2 separate regions of the Oryzias latipes genome follow, and region 2 is linked to region 1. The links are chromatin contacts, called in public Hi-C maps. All regions are on one chromosome and are shown on one strand. Each heading gives the region's core, a stretch centred on a gene start, on an enhancer-like site or on the middle of the called end of the contact. The rest is flanking DNA. Distances are from core to core; before and after follow the strand shown. Region 1 holds the start of klhl29 (kelch-like protein 29). Region 2 overlaps atad2b (ATPase family AAA domain-containing protein 2B).

What was found. Hi-C and Micro-C count contacts between places; a contact is called where the count stands out from the background.
Region 2: a Hi-C map of embryo shows a contact between it and region 1, with 2.5 times the contacts expected there. The contact joins the enhancer-like site here to the promoter of klhl29 in region 1. A contact is called at or near these places in 3 of 5 Hi-C or Micro-C datasets (embryo and fibroblasts).

Annotation. Positions count from the first base shown.
Region 1 is chr24:2,618,722-2,624,238 of ASM223467v1, forward strand. klhl29 (kelch-like protein 29) reads left to right here and starts at 2,991. Exons shown (of 15, transcript XM_011491437.3): 1 at 2,991-3,271.
Region 2 is chr24:2,917,469-2,922,985 of ASM223467v1, forward strand. atad2b (ATPase family AAA domain-containing protein 2B) reads right to left here. Exons shown (of 28, transcript XM_023953093.1): 25 at 102-824. Among protein-coding and RNA genes, the nearest start is that of atad2b, 31 kb to the right of the region's middle. Within about 2 kb of position 3,448, at least 2 of the 8 cell types and tissues checked have an H3K27ac peak or open chromatin away from gene starts, as enhancers often do. A contact at or near this core is called in embryo, where this site is marked.

The sequences.
Region 1 (5,517 bases), core at 1,741-4,240:
TGCCACTTGGTGAAGCGTTAATGTGTGAAAGATCTGTTTGTTCTTCAGTTTCGCGGCGCTGATATTTAGATGTTAAGTCAGTAACCGAATTCTAAAGCAATATCCAAGGTGAGCTGCCAGTGAAAGCTGGATTATTCACAGAAAGGGATCTGGTCTCTTCATTCCTGTGTTCTGACCATCATTCCGTGTAGTTCACTGCCAAAACCTAAAGATACGTATACACACCGGACATGTGTGGCGCGTTCAAGAATGCTCTTTGTGCGCACATTTAGCATAGGGTGTGCACACTGATGTGCCGACACCCGATACCAGCGCACAAACTCACAGTTGAAAAAGGCTTGGTGCAAATATTGTGACCCTTTTTCCAGACTCTTTCTTTCACAGTTCTATTCTAAAATATGAAAAACCACGACTGAGGTCTTGGTTCTTTATCAGACACGGGTTCTTTTTTAACATACCAATACATATATATAATTACATGCCTATACGTCACACGCTACCATCTGATGACGACTCTGACAAACATGGCCGTCAAACATGTCAGACATCTTAAAACACAACCCGTGTCTGATAACAAAAGAACCAAGAAGTCAGATAGTAATCACAGACACTTTAAAGTTTATTGCACAATGAAAGAGTATGTTTCATTTAATTGTCTGTACAATTCGCAGCTATTAATTTCTCTCGTTCATAGTCAATTTTCAAATGGTTGGCACTTCTGTGTTTTAAAAAGGACACTACCAACACGTCACTACCAAATCCCTGATTAGTGCAAAGTACAACTGGTTTAATTTTCAGAGCGCATTTAATTGCACAGTGTTTTTTTCGTAGAGCCCAATAATGGACTTAAAAACTTGCAAAGCGATGCATGATCATGAGAATTTTGTTCACGGAAGCCCAAAACATGCATGTATGTACCTTTACTTAAGGTACCTACACGCCGGCTGCATTTGGCGTTTTCAAGAATGCTTTGTGCGCGGTTACATGAACCTGCATTAATCCCGTGGTGTTCACACACGCAGCGAGCAGCAGGGAGGGAGATTCTTCTTCTTCTGCTTTTCTACTGTTTAATAGCGCTTGTCCGCCTCCTACAGTTGGTAGAGGCTTGGTACATAACGCCGAAGCGGTACAAACCCTGTTCAAGGTTTTTCATTTCACAGCTGTATTCTGTTATGTCCAAGATTGTGGTGACAGCCGAGCAGAAACCGCAATTATTAATTTCCGTGGTGCAGCGGTAGGGCAGTCGATCTGTGTTCGTAAGATTGCAGGTTTGATTCCTGCCTTGCACGCCATTAGTCGAAGTGTCCTTGGGCAAGACACTGAACCCCCACCTTGCCTCTGGTGGAAGGTTGGTGCAGTGTTCGGCAGCGTGTGAATGTGTGAGTGACTGGGACTGTGACTGTAAAGCACTTTGGGCCTTCAAGGAAGGTAGAAAAGCGCTATATGAGTATACGCCATTTACCATTCCCTTTGTCATCATGTTCACAATGGTTGGCCCTACTGTGCTTTGAAAAGGACCCTCCCTACATGTCAATCCCAAAACTGAGTCCCTTGTTGGTCAAATTTCAGCAATGTTGTGATTTAACAGCCAAAAACGGTTGAACTTCCAGCACGCTATCAATGAACCCTCGTTTTGTACATATAGCCGGCAAAAAACATGTGTACCGACGAGTGAACATGAGAGTTCTGGACGCAGAAGCCTGGAAAAAGGGTTGATGTGTGTTTACAGAGACTTTTCATTGGAAGTGTGGTTGTACCTTTAGACCCTCAATAGAAAGCGTCATTCGAACGCGCATTTCCAAGCCCGGTGTAACGGTATCATCAGACGAAACAATGCTACTTCCTTTTCCCTCCTGACAAGGACAAAGGTCAACCGCAGAGAACAAATTCTACACACCCAGGTGGGTGAAGACTAAGTGGACTTTAAGTGTAGAAATTGTGCATTTTGGGTTAAAGAAAATCACTAAAACACAAGCTCTGATTAGAAATCATTGCAGTACCATGGCTCAAGCTCAATGAAAATGGTTCCATCTGCAATAACTTCAAGGGTTTGACCATAGATATTATAACAATTTACCCTTTGGTGTATCACAAATATGGTCTCACCGTGTAACCAACACAAGAGCAAGTCAAAACCATGGCGGTAAAGCACAGGTCAGGTAAAACTGGAGCATAAACCAGCTGCTTCACAACATCCATTGGGTGAGCGCCACCAACTGGTTGAAATGTCTGCAAGGTTACAGTCTTCACAGAAGACCTCCTGCTGCTCCAAAGTTTCCTGTCTGACTTAATTGGAGGCAGGTTATCTCCAGAGCATGCAGAGATAAGGCTGAACCATCTGAATGTTAACACAAGAAAATCTGCTGCATTCATGCATAATTAACTGTTTACTCCAACAAACGTGAAAGTCCTCTGTGGAGGAGCCACATTCTCTTTACAGCTACATCAGCGTCTATCTTTTCTTTTTCTCCTTTTCTTAATGTCTTTGCTCTTCGGCATCCCACTGCTAGTGCTCATGGGAAAAAAGCAGGTCAAAGCAAAAGAGGCATTGATTTTGTGCTGCTTGTTTCTCGCCGGAGCCATGCTGATTTTCATTGCTGCCTAATCAGGCTTCATTTGCTGATGCAAATTAAATGTGATTACCAGCATTTGACCAGAAGGTAGAGGCTTTTGGTCTTTACATGGAGTCAGCAAACAATTATTTTCAAGATATTTATCAACAAATTAATGTAAAAATCTAACTTATTTGTAAATGTGCCTCCATTCTAATTTTTTCCAGCTGCTTATGAAAAAGTTGGAATAGTTTATTTAAATTTGTGAACTTCTCAACTCCTCTGATGGCTGCTATTGATCCAGACTCCCCCGGATAGGAAAGCTCCGTGGACTACAGTTCTGCAGGAGACTGCAGTTGCACTCCGTGACTGGTGGGAGGCGCTGTAGGGCTTGTCAGCAAAACAAAGTGAAAGGGGAGGAGCAGCATCGGGAGTAAAGTGGCCACACGGTGTGCCAGCCCTTCCGAACAGCCGGATCTGCCGCCGCGCGCCGAGCGCAGAAAGACGCGTCAGTCCCCCGGTCCGCAGCGTTTTGGTGACGTGCGGAGTCGCGCGCTGTCAGGCCACTCTCTGACCAAACGCACAGCCCTGCGCCACGCTCCCTGCTGTAAAATGCGTCTGCGGTCTTTGCGGGATAAAGACAGCATCCGGGCATAAGCAGCGCCGAGGCGAAACAAGGACAAACGCGGAGGGAACAGCGGCTGCGAGCGGCTGGAGAGGTAAGCGCGCGCACGCAGCGTCGCCGGACAGGAGTTCCGCCTCTGAATGAATGAGGATAAAGAGGATCAGTCCCAGTGCCAGTCCGGAGCGGAGTACCGGAGCGCACCGAACGGTTTGTGCGCAAGCGCTCCTGCGCTTCAAACTCTACGCTTTAACTCTCGGCTCTGACTGATGGCGCATTCCTGCAGCCTGAAAGAGGGCAAATCGTGTGATGATCAAAACTATGTTTGCACACTTTCTGTACAGTGTATGCATGATGCATTATTGAGAAAAAAAGACGCAAACAACTTTATTTGTCCTAAGTTTGACAGGTAAACGTGACACCTGACTGTCAGTTTAATCCCACCATCTTCATCCAGAGAAAGTTGGTAAATGGTAAATGGCGTATACTTATATAGCGCCTTTCTTCCTACAAGGACAAAGCGCTTTACAGTCACAGACCCATTCACCCAGTCACACACACATTCACACACACAGTCTCACACTGGTGGTCGCTCCGCTGCCAAACACAGGCGCCCGCCTACCACCAGAGGCAAGGTGGGGTTCAGTGTCTTGCCCAAGGACACTTCGACTCATGGGCATGCAAGGCGGGAATCGAACCTGCAACCTTACGATCATGGGACGACCGCCCTACCGCTGCACCACGGCCGCCCTGTTCACCTGCGTTTGTCTGCGCTCTGGTCTTGGCAGAGACGCCTGCTTACAGGCTCTGCCACCAGCGTGGGCTCCTCTGTATTAATAGATGTGCAGCCGGCTGACGCGGCTGCGTTTCCTCTCCTGAATGGATGCGCTCCCGGTGTTGTTTACTGAAACGGGCTGAGCATGTGCAGCAGGAGGCGGGCGCTCTCCTCCAGCAGGCTACCGTAAATGAGGGCTGGGATTAAGGGCTTTAGTCCTCCTTTCCGCGTGCAGACAGGGAGCTGTGCGGTCAGGGATGTAAGGCTTCATAGCTGGAGCCATTTGGAGGAGGGAGTCCTCTCCCCAATACCTGCGCTCTCCCTCTATATGTTTGGAGTAACCAGTCTGGATGGAGGCGGATGACCATCCAGCAGCAACAATGGCGCTCCAAACACCTGCTTTGCTCGGCAGATCTTCATGGGGATGGGTTGTAGTTTCTTAGGTTTTTGGAAAAGTCAATCAGGAATAATTATTAAATGTGGTTTTTGCAAGAACTGCTTTGGGCTGAGGAATTCATTTAGAAATTACCCAGAGGCCTTTATCCTATTAGCAAAGGCCACCCGAGAAATGACTCTTTTGTTATGGTCAGCAAATTGCAACCAGCTCAAGGCTGTTTTTATTTTATTTATTTATTTATTTTTCATGCTTGACCCCAGAAAGCAGAGGGATTCTGCAACCTAAGGAGTGTCTAATTTGACCACGGCGGCACCTTTTGAAACCACCTGATCCTAAAGGTGTGGGTCGCAGGTGAGGCCGGAGCAGCTCTGAGCAGTCAGCGGGTTGTTGCTGACTGCTTAAGGCTTGCTTGGGACTCTTCGCAAGCAGAAGCTGTGTGGGGCTCACAACAGCAATAAGCCAGGATCTTGTATTTTTAGTTTTTCCATTACGGCAAACAGAAATACTTCAGTTCACGACCACATCCATTCCTTTTCAATCTGAAGTACTTGCAATTCCTTATTTTTTTTGTTGCTTTAAACAAGAATATAAAAGTGGAGAGGCAATTACGTTGATTCTGTTGGAGCTGTGGGCATCAAAGTCAATCTGGACCAACACGCTCCAATCTAATAGAAATGGAAGAGCAGTTATGTCTGGGTTTTTTTCTTCTTCTTTTTGCGCCTTTGGTGGAAGATGAAATCCATTTTGCTCACAAGGTTAAAGTGTTTCCTTTCTGTAGGGGGGTTTTTAAATCTGCGCCTGAGCTCCTTCTTACCCAATTTTCCATATAATGATTGTCTGTTTCCCAGTTTATTTAAATGTGCCTCTGTATTTTTTTTAATTTTTTTAAAATCTTCCTCTGAAGGAGTTTGTCAGCAAAACAATCACAGGGATTCACAGAAAATGGGATTGGAAGCTGGTTAAAGAGTTGTGCAGGGGTTTGCTACAGAAGCACTGAAATGCGGCGGAGGGCCCAGATTTCCATGGCCGATGGGTTTGACAGCATTCTTCTCCAGATGATGGAGGAGGACCCCCCCCCCCCCCCCCAAAAAAAAAAAAAAAAAGAACACTGCTCCATCTCTGAGGTTTTTTCACCTGATTACAGAAAAGTGTTTCTGAGGCTTTTCTAATG
Region 2 (5,517 bases), core at 2,198-4,697, 300 kb after region 1:
GTTTAGGCTTTTTTTCTATATATGGATTAAAAGAAGTTCTGGTGGACCAACTGGAGCCCGAATTAAAAGTTGAAGAGAGAAGAACTGCAATCAGTGAGTACCGTCTTTGTGTTCGTCTTCCTCAGTGGTTTCTGTTGGCCGGCCTCCATCCAGCGGACGCTGCTCCTGAGTCCATTTGCTCTCGTCTTTGTGCTCTTCCTGCTCCGGCTTGTTAATGCTCTCAGCTGCGCTCTGAGGAGTCCTTGTGTTCGCCTCGTCGCCGCTCTTCAGGCTCTGCGAGTCCAGGCTGTCCATTGACTCGGTTCCATTCACGTGGCCCACTTGTGAGGTGAAGAGACCCTCAGAGTAATGAGGCTGAATCTGAGCATCCGAAGACTCCGGTCGTTGCATCAAAGGCTGGAAGTCGGCCATTTTGGCGCGGCTGTCTCCATCCGCTGTCGACAAGCACCATGGGTCCACGTTTTTCTCAGCGTTCACAACCTCGACCTCGTTGGCTGGCGGCCCCTTCGCTCCCCCCTCAGGTTCTGGTCCCTGTCGTGCATCGCTGGCATCTGGGGCGTTGGCGTGAGCCTCGTCGGGGGGCTCGTTGGAGCTCTCCTCTTCCGTGGAAGGAACATGAGGGTGATGGCCGTTGGGCTGAGGATCGGCCGCATCACAAGACGATTCCTCATCCTGAGTCAAGCAGGAGTCACTGGGTGCCGCACCTTCCACCTCCGCTTCTGGCTCCTCCTCTTCCTCCTCTATTTCTTTCTTGTAGATCTTCTTCTTGCGTATAATGCCACGCCCCCAGGATGGCCGCCGACGAATTTTCCTCTTGATATGATCTGGAACGAAACAAAAGGAAGCAGAAAGCACTCAGTTTAAGACATATATAAGAAACGTGCAGGTAAAAGGAGTAAAACCATTCAAAGGTGGAGACAAAGGAGGAGACTGCAGTCCCTCTAAATAGATCCTAAACACTAATGACAACAGATGCGGCTTGGAGTTTTAAGTAGAAGAAGAAAGAGCAGAATCCGCCCTGGAAGGGAGGTAAAAGAGTCAAAGCCAGGAGGAGTAAATCCTACATGAAAGGCAGTCAGAAAGCGTTTGGCATCATTCACTGTTTTTACCAGGCCGGCGGACGGAGAGTAGATGTAAGGACAGAGAGCAAACCAATGCAAGACACTTAAACGCTTATTAAAGGAGGTCCTTCACCAGACCCACAAAAAAACATTCTGTTCAAATTCAAAACCTGAATCCAGGGAGGAAAATAAAACAGAAACTCTTCCAGCAGTCAACCAACGGCAAAAAGGAAACGGACCGATAACTAAGACCCTCTATATTCACACGCATGTCTGTCATGTGTGTGAATACAAATGACGCCCTGGACAGGAACAGGAGAATTCATCAGGATCCATCAAGTCCTGTCCTTAAATACTGTCCAGGGACTGTAATGATCCAAATCTGCCAAACGCTAAATCAATCACAGTGGAGAATCATTACCAAAAAAAACACAAACTGTAGCTGAAAGCTGCCAATCAAGGCTTAAAGGTACTACGCTGTCTCATGACTTTATGGCTTTTTTATGAGCAGGTTTGTTTTAATGACCCAGAATCATGTTTTAAAAATGCTCCCGTAGCATTTTCCTAAAGATGGAGGACATAAACTGAGATTAAAAAAAGCATTTTTTGAGTATTTGTTAATTTAAATGAATCATGATCAGACGGATAAATGTCGTTTGAAAAAGTCAGCTTTTTTTTGGGGGGGGGGGGGGGGGGGGGTAAACTGAGAGCTCTCAGAAACAGGGAGGGATGAGGGTACGGGATTGCCAACAGTCCCGCCCACAAGTCGGATGTGAATTTCTAATGAACCCCTGCCGCTCTGCAGAAACTATGTCCTAAAAAAAAACAGGTTTTTTGAGTTTGGCTAAAACAACATAATCATAATTAAAAATTAGAAAATCAATATTGGTTCATCAAAGTTCAAATTTTACATTTCTTTCGAGGTAATTGTGACATTTTTGTGGAATAAAATAAGGTTTTTAGTTACAAAATATTCAGCGGAATCATAAACATGTGGACCAATTCAGGATTTTAGCAGTTGTCACCAACAGCTTTGGATGCTTTTCTTCCACCTTGAAACTTAAACAAAGGAACTAATTTCCTGCAATCCAAAATACCTAATCAGAATTATAAAGAGCTGCCTGATAAATTCATTGTTTTCCACTCATTATTATATAAAAGGGCATTTAAAAAAAAGATGAAGAGAAAACTATGAGGGTCTTCCGCCAGTATCATAAAATCTACATAAACACGTCTTGATATTAACAATTGTTTTAAAAAAAACATTTTTTGTTATTGATCATCACATGCTGCTCATCTTCCTATTGGCTTCTTTGTGAACCTTAAGGTGTTTTTTTTTTTCTATCTGCCGTTGCGTCTTTGTTTCAACCCTCCGCTGCTTTACTTTAACTCCAACAGCTGTCAGTAGGAATCAAATTCTCGTGTTGCATCTGCCCGACTCCAAAAGTGAAATCCATCTTCTCCTTCCTATTCAAATACTCGCTATAATGCGGCTGTAGTGGCTTGAAACTTTTACTACATTCTCCATTTATAATACAAAAGCAGCAGTGACTGCATGAGCTAGGAGCGCCATCTCTTTGGAGAGCTGATAGATGGCTTCCAGTTGTGTTTTCCAAGCACAAAAAAGGCACTTTACAAAAAAAAAAAAGAAAGAAAAAGAAAAAGAGGGGTTGCAGAGTCCAGAGACTTTGAAAGAATTGGGGGAGGCCTGGCCAGCTGGATGCTCAAAGGCTATCGGGAAGCCAGTTTGAGTAAGAGCCGCTCTCAAAAGGGAACAGGGACTGCAGCCAGAGATTATTTTAAGGTAGGAAGTAGCTTTCATTTTTTATTCCTCCAGATCTTATCTGAAGGTTGCAGACAGTGGGGCATCCTGTGCAAGAGACGGCCAGATCTCAGGTGTGACTCCAACGTGGATAGTTGCTCGGCTATACTCGCGATTTAGGTGGAAAAGGAGCAAAAACAAAGCTCCAGAAACCAGGCCAGGCATCATGGGTATTTCAGTGGCATCATATTTTGTGAGGCAAAAAGCTCACGTGATCAAAAACGTTGGTCTGAATCCGTGGTTGCAGTCGTCGTCGTCGAGGCAGAACCAGGTTTTTAGTCCTGCCGTTGCTCAATTTCATCACAGAAGCTTTTATTAATGAAGGTTTTCCAGAGAAGTCTTCATTAAAACAGCTTGTTTTTCCTCAAACACCAAGTCATATGCATAAAAAGACTTAAAATGCAAACCTTCCACGATCGGACATTCCGATCACACAAATCAAAACAATCAATCAACAGTGCAAGAAAAAAGGTCTTCCCGGGGTCAGCTATCAGCACTGAAGCTATAAAGTGTGCTCCTGGGGGAGGGAAAGGTGAGTCGGAATGGCAGCAAATGACTCGTCATAGTCAGCTCTTAAATAATGCATGAGGAGTGTTGGAGCATGAAGAGGCAGACAAGAGATATGCTGATGGGGATGGGAGGAAGCAAGAGAGAATACCACTGCACTTTGTTATAATTAGAAGAACTCCTCAACTTCTACAAGATTAATGCAGAGGCAGGCATTTCCCAGCTTCAACCGCACACTCCTGTCAGAGCGCCGCACAAAAAGAATCAAACGCTTCTCAGCCCCAAGCCTCAGGAGCTCGCTATCCAAATGGAGAAAAGTATTAAATAAATAAATCAGACCTGTGACATCTATGGACAATTTTGCAGTAACACGAAATCCCTGCTGTCATCTCCGTCGCACAAAACTGTGAGTACAGATGCAATCGTCAGTGCTTTAACACTAAACCCCGAATGAATCTTTAATTCAGACTGCATTTTACTGTGAAAAAAAAACTAACTTCTGTTAAAGATCAGGTCTTAGCATGCCTCTTTTACAGGAGATCTCAGAATTTGTGGCTGAAATGCAACTATTGGTCTTCTACAAACAAAATAGTCTGTATTTAAGGGAGGGAAAATGCAAAGGAGGAACAATAATGTATCTTTGCTTCAGAAAACATAAGCAACAAAAAGGTTATCCTGAACTTCCATCAGCCCCTGTGGGGCTTTCAGCCGTTTCTAAACCACTGAAGGAGAAATAACACAAAACTATTACACACACAATGACCACTAATGTTCTCAGAAAGGACGTGCAGATGTGAGGAAACTAAAAGAGACTTTGAAACAGATTATTCACAGGATCGAAATGAGGAACACCTATTTAGTACTTTGCATTCAAATCCCCAGCATAGATGAAAGAAAAATGAAGAGCCTTTATTTATTTTTTTTAGCACTGAACTTCAAATAGCTTCTTGAGCTGTAAAACTGCATTTATCCTGTTTTAATTTGTATCAAAGCTCCCGACTCTCCCTTTAATGGTGGAATCTCATGTCTACATCCATGCAGGCCTGAGGGATACTGTGTCTGCAGGAGTGCAGGAGGTTGACTCCTCTTTAACTAATCATTTTAGATCATAAACCTCCCGTTTCCTCCTCGCTTTCATCCTGCTGGAACATCACTGACTCAGTTATCTAATGTGACGGACACACGTGGAGGTTTGGTTCATTCTCCTGTACATCCCCCACCATGTCTACCCAAAGTATAAACCGTTGACTGGATGTGAGAACTGGACGTTCTTGATAATCAATATTTTTTTCTGAAAGTTATTCAGGTTATGAGCAGACCAATTAGATGATCCAGCTGGCCCCCACGTCCACAGTTCTAAATGTTTGATGGATTTTGTGTACAGTGTTGCCTCGTTTTCGCGGGGGACGCGTTCCCTAAATAACCGGTGATATGTGAAATTCACAAAGTAGGATTACAGATGTTTTAAGGCTGTAAAAGCCCTGACTACCACTTTATAGACTTTATTTTCAAAGTTCCAAAATTTTATAGAATGAAAACAAAGATTTGATCGCGATCAGAAATGCAAATTTAGTAAACTGAAAGCATTCTTGACTGAAAATGTGTGAGGATACAAAAAATAAACCGCAGCATAGCAAGGAAACGCTGTATTAGTCAGTGCTCTGCTACCTTGTTAACATGTTCTTGCTGATCCTGTTTTCTTCCCCTGTAGTTTAAGTTCTTCAAGTTATAAACTGACCAATCAGAGGCCTCAATAAAAGTCGGGGGAGCCTGCTGGCCTCTGACAGATTCCGTGTAGCCCGTTTACAAGTGGTAGGGGTGTGGCCTTCCAACTAACTCACTCCTGATTGGGGAGAGTGGCTGCCATAGAAACGACAACTCAGACCAACTCGGGCCAATCACTGCTAACTTCTGGCACCAACATGGCAGCGGCTGTATCGCTAAAAAAAGAAGCGACTGAACTGACTTTATTTGGTTGGAGCCATTTTCTATGGATGACGTCCCCCTCACTCAGTCTAGTTCCTCAGATACTGTTGATGGCGTAAACTACATTTATACGTGATCAAACACTTCAGGAGAGCGGTCACGGTGCACCACCATGACGTCCGGTCCACATCTTTCAGTCGT